2 separate regions of the Sus scrofa genome follow, and region 2 is linked to region 1. A link is a contact called in public promoter capture Hi-C data. All regions are on one chromosome and are shown on one strand. Each heading gives the region's core, a stretch centred on a gene start, on an enhancer-like site or on the middle of the called end of the contact. The rest is flanking DNA. Distances are from core to core; before and after follow the strand shown.

Evidence for each region. Promoter capture Hi-C pulls out the DNA fragments that hold promoters and counts their contacts.
Region 2: a promoter capture Hi-C map of liver shows a contact between it and region 1, with 7 times the contacts expected there. The contact joins the enhancer-like site here to the promoter of DCP2 in region 1. A contact is called at or near these places in 1 of 5 promoter capture datasets (liver), 9 of 47 Hi-C or Micro-C datasets (embryonic fibroblasts, fetal heart ventricle, fetal skeletal muscle and 6 more) and 1 of 2 datasets of contacts at active chromatin or transcription factors (alveolar macrophages).

The regions. Positions count from the first base shown.
Region 1 is chr2:116,803,296-116,807,282 of Sscrofa11.1, reverse strand. It overlaps DCP2 (m7GpppN-mRNA hydrolase), which reads left to right and starts at 2,590. Exons shown (of 11, transcript XM_003123832.5): 1 at 2,590-2,859. The coding sequence starts at 2,807.
Region 2 is chr2:117,155,254-117,159,528 of Sscrofa11.1, reverse strand. The region is part of intron 3 of LOC106509522 (a long non-coding RNA gene); the gene reads left to right. Among named protein-coding and RNA genes, the nearest start is that of EPB41L4A, 78 kb to the left of the region's middle. Within about 2 kb of position 2,773, at least 10 of the 83 cell types and tissues checked have an H3K27ac peak or open chromatin away from gene starts, as enhancers often do. A contact at or near this core is called in liver, where this site is marked.

The sequences.
Region 1 (3,987 bases), core at 1,341-3,840:
GGGGTGAGGGGGGAATGGGCAGGGAAGTAACTTGGAAAATGCTTGCCCCCAGACATCACTGGCAGTCTCGGGGGGGGGGGGGCGATTGGTTTAGCACTTTGAATGAGTTTCTGGCCCCTAAAAGCCAAAAAGGTAGTCATATAGCTTCCCCTGAGTCAGGAGACTATAAAGAGATGAGGGAGCAGGGAGACTTCCTCTCGGTTCTTCAGTGGGCTGGTAACCTGATTTTTTTTTTTTTTTTTTTTTTTTGGCGTTGGCCCCTTTCCCTTCCTTGGCTTTCTTCCCTTCCTCTACTCACTTCCCTGCTCGGCCGCGAGTCTTTCCCAGGATCACCTCCCAAATAACCTACTTGCACTCAAGCCCTGTCTCAGGGCCTGCTTCTTAGGAAGCCCAAACTAGACTTGTACTGTGCCAGGGAAGATTGAATAAAGCAAACAGAGTATGTCAGCCTGTTCGCCCCAACTTGACTCCCAGAATTATTTCCAGTTTGGCTGGAAGGATTTTTCTCTTCAGGGAATTGACCAGCTGGAAAGACTGACCTACAGATACTGACTCCATGTGTTCCCAACCAATAGCCCAGTCAGATAATCCTACTGTGAAGCTCTTGGAAAACAAGTCCCACTTGCATGCTGGGAGTTTCTGATCAGCTTTTATAGCACTTGCCTTCAGTTTTTTAGTTCCATACTTACTCTTAAGTATGAGTGAATAGTTGAGGACCACCAGAAAACTTCTAATATGATAGGTGGACACCAAATTAATAGGAAAAAGCAACTGAGACGAATAAAAGACTATTCAGGAAGAAGGAAATGTTAAAAATGTATTAATATCCCCCTAGGGATAGGGCATCTTTGAAGCAAGACTGTGACACCACAACAAAGAGACACTTGGAATTCCTGTCATGGCCCAGAAATGAATCCAACCAGGAACCATGAGGTTTTGGGTTTGATCCCTGGCCTTGCTCAGTGGGTTAAGAATCCGGCATTGCCATGAGCTGTGGTGTAGGTCACAGGCGTGGCTCAGATTCTGCATTGATGTGGCTGTGTCTTAGGCCGGCAGATGAGCTCTGGTTGGACCCCTAGCCTGGGAACCTCCATATGCCTCGGGTTCGGCCCTAAAAAGCAAACAAACAAAACAAAACCCCAAAACAACAAACCCAAAGAGACATTTGCAGAATGAAAGAATTCTAGAAAAGTAAATATTATAGACAGCTTGAAAATAAAGTTGGAGAATCCTCCAGTAAAAAAGCAAAGGTCAAAGATGGAAAACAGGAGAGTAAAATAGATGGTAATAGGGCTCCTGTGTCAAGTTTGGGCTTGATCATATGTCAGAAGATAATGCAGGGGAGGTATCGGAAGCCAAAAAGATGGTAACAAGCACATATCTGAACAAAACAAAACACAACAAAAATTGGGCAGGGTTTGGTACAGGCAAAAAATGGAGGCAGAGGTCTCAGATTTGTGAGGAAAAATAATGCCAACCAGGAGTTTCCAGTATGGCTCAGCGGAAAGAATCTGACTAGCATCCATGAGGAAACAGATTCCATCCCTAGCCTCACTCAGTGGGTTAAGGATCTGTTGTTGCCTGTGAGCTGTGGTGTAGGTTGCAGACACTGCTGGGATCCAGCTTTGCTGTGGCTGTGGTGTAGGCGGGCAGCTTCAGCTCCAATCTGACCCATAGCCTGGGAATTTCCATACGCTGCAGGTGCGGCCCTTAAAAAAAAAAGAGAGAGAAAAAAAAAAAAAAAAAAACCCAAACTGATATAAAGGCAAAGTGTGTTTGGACAGAAATTTAGAAAAAAGATGGGAGATTAAGTCGAAGAATGGACTAAATTTCACGACCGTGCATGTGGGCCTGTGGGTCTGATAGCAAAGGAGCAAGTTAAAAAAATGGATGGATCCAGAGTTTCTTTAAGGATTCATCCCAAATGGATTGGACTCCATTACGCAAGATGGGGAATGAGTACTAGCCGGTTGGAGTGGTGTGAGCATACAGAAAGCGGAATGCAAGCTCCTGAGTTTGGGTAAAAATCAATTCGTATTTCTGTGATCTCATAGTGTGTCAAATACTGGGATAGAGACCCTTGTCTTCACAGCCAGGGCTGGGTGCCCGCAGAGGGACAGAGGCGAGCCACTACAAAACTTAAAAAACTCTTTTCAGGGGTTTGTAGCGAAAAGAGACATAACCCTTAGCCTGCAGGGGTTAGGGGCGGCGGTGAGTGTGTGTTGGGGATATCAGGTGACAGGAACCAGGCCTGCAGGCTCTGCAGTACAGACGTCGGAGCCTACTCAGCCACCAAGAGGACGCGCAGACCTTGCCCACATCCCGGATATGGTCTCGAGATCTACAAGTAAAATTGAAGTCCTGTAGACTTTCTAGTAGTGCCAAGAAAGCATAGGGCGCATGCGCCTGTCCCCCGCCCCAAGGCCCAGTCCGAGGCGGCGGGAAGTTGGTTTTCTGAGTAGCGACTGAGCAGCTTGAAGGCGGATTGGAGCCGACGGACCAATAAACAAATGTCTCATTGGCTTAGCTTGTCCAGGCTCCCGGTTCTCCAGCCTTCCCATTGGGCCTTTCAAGCAGAGCAGGGGCGTGGCCCCAGGGGCTCCGCCCCGCGCCCGGGCCCAGCCTCGGGGTCCTGGGTTGAGAGAGCCGGACGGAAGTGAGCGGGTCCCGCCCCTTCCCCTTCTCGTTTTCGTTGGAACCGCTGCCACCGCTGCCCCCTTTCTGACTAGCCGGAGTCTCCGTTCCGTGTCCTCGGTCCCCGGCCGCGCGGAGCCGGGATGCACTGCTCCTGCTGTGGGTCCTCATCATGGAGACCAAACGGGTGGAGATTCCCGGCAGCGTCCTGGACGATCTCTGCAGGTACCGTAGCGCCCAGTGCTGCTCCGGCCCCCTTCCTCCCCCAGCTTCTTTTCTCTCAGTTTCGGCGACCCCGGAGGCCTCTGGGTCTCCTACCCGGGCCCACATCCTGTCTTGGCTTTCTGGTCCTGCTGCTGCTCCCTTCCCCGGGTCGACCCTTACCGTGGATGACACTGCCCATCTTTTGCCCGCAGCCTCCTGATTGCTCACGTTTCCCTCCACTCCTCCTTGCTCTGCGTTGGAATTCCCTCGTTTTCTTAGTTCCCTATTTTTCTTTCCCAATGCCGCTTCGCCAAAGCTTCTGTCTTTGGCTTTTGGGGGCTGCCCCTCCCCCTCCCTTTGCTTTTTCTGCTCTCACTTTTACAGACCGTATTCTCCCCTCCTCCCCTCCGCCTGATTCCCCAGTGCCGTTGAAAAACCCCAAGTTTTTTTAAGTCTTAGGATCCCAGGTCATTGGACCTACGGAGGGAGCAGTTCACATTTACCCTTCTCTTCTGTGGCGTTCTCTAAACTACTATAAAGAATTGCTGTCTTGTTCATCCCCAAACTTAACATTAGAAGTGGAAAAAAAAGCCTAGAGTTCCATTTTCGTTTTCTTTTTTTCATCCCTTAATTATCCTTCTTAAAAGAAATTCTCAACTGCAGGCTTTTAGCTCATAGTATAGTTTTACAAGAGAGATTTTCTACATTCTTCTCGATGGCTGTATTTTCAGTTAGCTAAGCATGTGTAAAACGGACTTAAAATTTTACTTCAGGAAAAGAAAATATTTTTAGTGCAGTAATACCCCGAGTTTTCGTTGGCGTAAGTGGGTTGCGAAGTAATTTAAATTACAAATGAGTGCAAGTTCTGATTAAAATAACCGCTTTTCACCGTATTTATGTCTAAAAGTATGATTTTTAGTAGTTGTGTCTCATTCACGCCTTTTTTAATGGGAAGAACTGTATTTGTGGAGTTAATACTGAATGCCAGGCAGGCACTGGTTGCTCTCTTCACATGTATCATTTAATCCTAGAAACAACTCTGTTTGGTTGGTGCATTTATTTCCATTTCCATCTAAGAGACACACTGAGAGGTTGTAATTTACACAAGGTCACATTCATCCTAATTTAGAAAATCAAGATTTGAAAGCT
Region 2 (4,275 bases), core at 1,524-4,023, 350 kb before region 1:
TGGGGAAGCACATCGTAACTTTTGTACATCCAGGGACTGAGTTCATCTCGTTCACCATTAGATCTGAAGTGCCCAGCACAGTGGTAGATGATACATAAAATTAGTTGCATGAATAAATGGAAATAGAAGGAACTTTCCAATGGTTAGTTTAATAGTGGAATTACTATACCATGGAGTAGTGAGCTTTCTGTCACTTCAGAGATTTAAATAGAGCCTAGATCTCTTAAGATGATGGGGAAAAAAGGATTCTTTCATTGAGTAGGTGGTTTCCACAAAGCATTCTAATTCTGGATTTGTAATTCCATAATTACTTCTTATTTGCTCTTAGGAAATACATCTTAAAGCAAAAATAGAACACTGTGTGCATTAAGATAATATATAGAGTAGGAACTCCCACTGCGGTGCAGCAGAATTGGTGGCCTCTCTAGAGGGCTGGGACATAGGTTTGATCTCTGGCCCGGCACAGTGGAAAAGGATCCAGCGTTGCTGCAGCTTTGGCTTAGAACGAGACTACGGCTCAGATCTGACCCCTGGCCCAGGAACTCCATGTGCCTCGAGTAGCCAAAAAAGAAGAAAAAAAAAAGATAAAATATATAGAGCACACTATATGGTTAGGGAAAAAAAGGTATAAGATGGATTTTTGGTGTTAGGAGAGTGTTTCTTCACATGCACACACACATACACACACGCACACACACACGCACACACACATACACACAAAAGCTAGAAAAAGCTGCAGCAGGAGACATAAACCTTTCCTGGGCTTGTTTGCAGTGACCTACACTTGATCTATTTTTAGTCTCAAGGAAAGTGAAATAATAAGAAAATGGACAGTTTGGTTGCCATGGTTATTCCCATCCACCAGCTCATCTCACCCCCCATTTCCCATCATTTCTAATAACCTAGTTTCCCAGAATGATATTTTAGGAGCCTATAACCGAGGCTCTTTATTAGAAGGGCTGCCCTGTTGCCACCCTCTTCTGGCCACTTTTCCAGATTCCCTTTGTCTTGCCAGTTTTTGACATGGCAAGGGAATGGAAGATACCCAGCCTAAGACTACCAAGATTTTTCAGCACAGGTAAGTCTTGTGCTTGGTTGCAACCTCTTAGGTGTTAGGTGCATGAGTTCCTGAACCTTCTGTGTGTCACCAAGACAAACAGCAACTGAGATAGTGGGGTGCTATTTTCTTTAATGCTGACTTCACTTACTTTATAAGCAGCACACCTTGACAGGAGAGGCAGGTGGAATTTAGGAAAACAGTCTGGAGAATATGCTACCTTGTGAAACTGAGCTTGACAGCTCTCTTGGCTGCTTGGAATTTTTTTTGTAGCTAACAAAGACAGTATCTTAACTTTTGGCAGAAGCCCGTGAGACTGGAACAAATCCATTTAGGGCCCCTTAAGAGACAGTTTGTGGGGAATTATGTTCCCTTGGTAAATTCTGGTCTGTGTTACAGCAAGTTGTGAAGTTTGGCTTCCTATGGACTCATTCGATTTTTTTTTTTTTTTTTTTTTAAGGTATTAAAAAAAAAAAAAAGCCACACATCTAAACACTAGGTGGCAGCCTTACCTTTTGTGTCACCAGTCAAAGCCCTGATACAAACTCTTAATAATTAAGAAAATAAATTACACCATCAAATCTCAGCCTTCCTCTCCCATTTTTTAATTTAATATTGGCATCCAAATATAACAAACTTTCAAAGGCCATTCTTAAAGCAGACCCATAGCGTACATAGACTTGATTTTTTTTTTTTAAACATTTGCCCTATTGCCTACAGCTCCACAATTGCTCTAATTCTTTTTTCCTGGGTGATATTAGTGGATTAAACACTTGTTCCAGGAATGGAGGATTCTCTGGCAAACAAAAGACAAGGGCCTTGCTTTTGTGGAGCTTATATTCAAGTAGACAAGACAGTAACAAGAAATGAGCAAGTAGGAGTTCCAGTAGTGGCTCAGTGGTTAATGAATCAGACTAGGAACCATGAGGTTGCAGGTTTGATCCCAGGCCTTGCTCAGTGGGTTAAGGATCCGACGTTGCTGTGAGCTGTGGTGTAGCTTGAAGACGCGGCTCGGATCCCACGTTGCTGTGGCTCTGTCATAGGCCGGCAGCTACAGCTCTGATTCCACCCTTAGCCTGGGAACCTCCATATGCCACGGGTGCAGCCCTAGAAAAGGCAGAAAGACAAAAAAAAAAAAAAAAAAAAAAAAAGAAAAAAAAGAAAAAAAAAAAGAAATGAGCAAGTAAATGAAAATAACTTTAGATAATAGAGCATAATGTCATAGCAGTTGGGCATAAGGGGAAAGGGATGGTGGTCAGAAGAGGCTTCTGTGGGGGCTGTATGTGACTGGAAGCCGGAATGAAGGAAGCAGCCAGCCAAGTCAAGAGCTGGGGGGATGGTGGTCCAGGCAGAGGAGCACGTGCAGCAGCCCCGGGCAAGGACAAGCTGTGGTTGTTGAAGAATTAGAGGCTTTCTATTTAGGAACTGGACGGTGTGGCTGGAGCCTGGTGGAGTTGGGGGTGGGGAGGGAAGAATAGGCTAGAAGATAAACACGGGTCAGACCACATAAGGACAGCTGGCCAGGGATGGAAACAGAATTGATTCCAAGCTCAATCGAAAGCACTGGATAGAAGGGCAGAGGGAGCAGAGTTCACCGTTGCTATCGTCACAAAGGAGAATGTATCGCGCTTCTGACAGCACTCACGGTGGACTGATTATTAGCAGATTTCATAGACATGCTCCTACCCTAGGACCTCCCAACACAGAGCAGACCTCGAGGGCACAGCGCCCCCCAGTGAAGCATCATTCTGAGTGTGGATCCCTGCAAGGAGAAAGCAGAAGCTGAGGGGAGATCTATATTTGGAAACACTAAACACTGACAAGCATCCATTTGCCTCTGAAAAAGTATTTTGACCCCTACACCTCTTTTATGCCAGAAAGAAAAATGAAAGAGGTAGAATTTTCCCATCACGAGATGCACAGATCAAATTCAGGCTCTAGGACTGCTGAGTTCTGCTTGACTCTTTTTGCCTGGCATCTAACAACGGAAGCTTTATGATAAGAGATGCTGGCAACAAATTGATAGGAGACAGTCTATTTAGTGCACTGACTGAGGCATTTCAGTCGGAAAGCAAACATCTAAAATAAACAGCCTTGCTCAGCTGGCCCTAAGATTTTTTTTTGATATAGTCACACCCTGAGTTGTTTATGGGCTATGCTTCCCACTTAGCCTCATGGCTTGACCCTGAGCAGCATCTTGGGAGGCTGTGAGCAGAAGGCCAAGGAGGAGGCTTTGCTTCTTGACCAAACAAAACAAAGATGAAGGTGCTGGGCTGCATTTTCCTGCCAGCTGCATATGTGCACACAGACACGTATGCCACCCTTTAATGTCTTTTCCCCCCTTTTGAACTTGCTCTGTCTCAGTGTCATCAGCTGAGGAGCTGGCCCATTCAAGTAAGTAAATGAGGAGTGTGTATTGAGTGGAGGGTATGTCCAAGTGGAGAGAAAATGCCCATGGAGAGGAGACAGCCACTCCCCACCCCCAGCCAACTGTTGCCAGGCACGAATGTGGGGCCTGATGTTATTGATATCCTGATTATTCTAGAAAAAAAAATGGAAGTCCAGATTTTTATGTGAAGTCTCCTGTCTTTTAAAATGTTTGCAACTGATTCAACTTGAAAAAAAATCTTATATAACAAACTAAGGAGGAGTTCGCATTGTGGCTCAGTGGTAACGAACCTGACTAGGATCCATAAGGATGCAGATTGAATATCCCTGGCCTTGCTCAATGGGTCAGGGATCCAGCATTGTTGTGAGATGTGGTGTAGGTCGCAGACATGGCTCGGATCCCACATGGCTGTGGCTGTGGTGTAGGCCGGTGGCTAGCGCTCCAATTCAACCTGTAGCCTGGGAACCTCCATATGACGTGGGTGCAGCCCTGAAAAAACAAAAACAAAAACAAACCTGGGGAATATAACAAAAGAGAAGCAGACTTACAGAGAACGAATAGTGGTTACCAGCTGGGTGGCAATATAGTGGTGGTGGTGGGAGGTACAAAGTGCTGGGTGTAGGATGAGCTCAAGGATGTATTGCACAGCACAAGGAATATAGCCAATATTTTGTAGTAACTGTATGTGGAATGTAACCCTTAAAAATTGTATAAACACTTTTTAAATTCTTAAAAAATCTTGATGGCCAAATAAATCATGTCTATGGGCCTAATAGGTCCTGTGGGCCCCCCATTTGTAACCTCTGCTTCAGTCATTTATTTTCCAGTA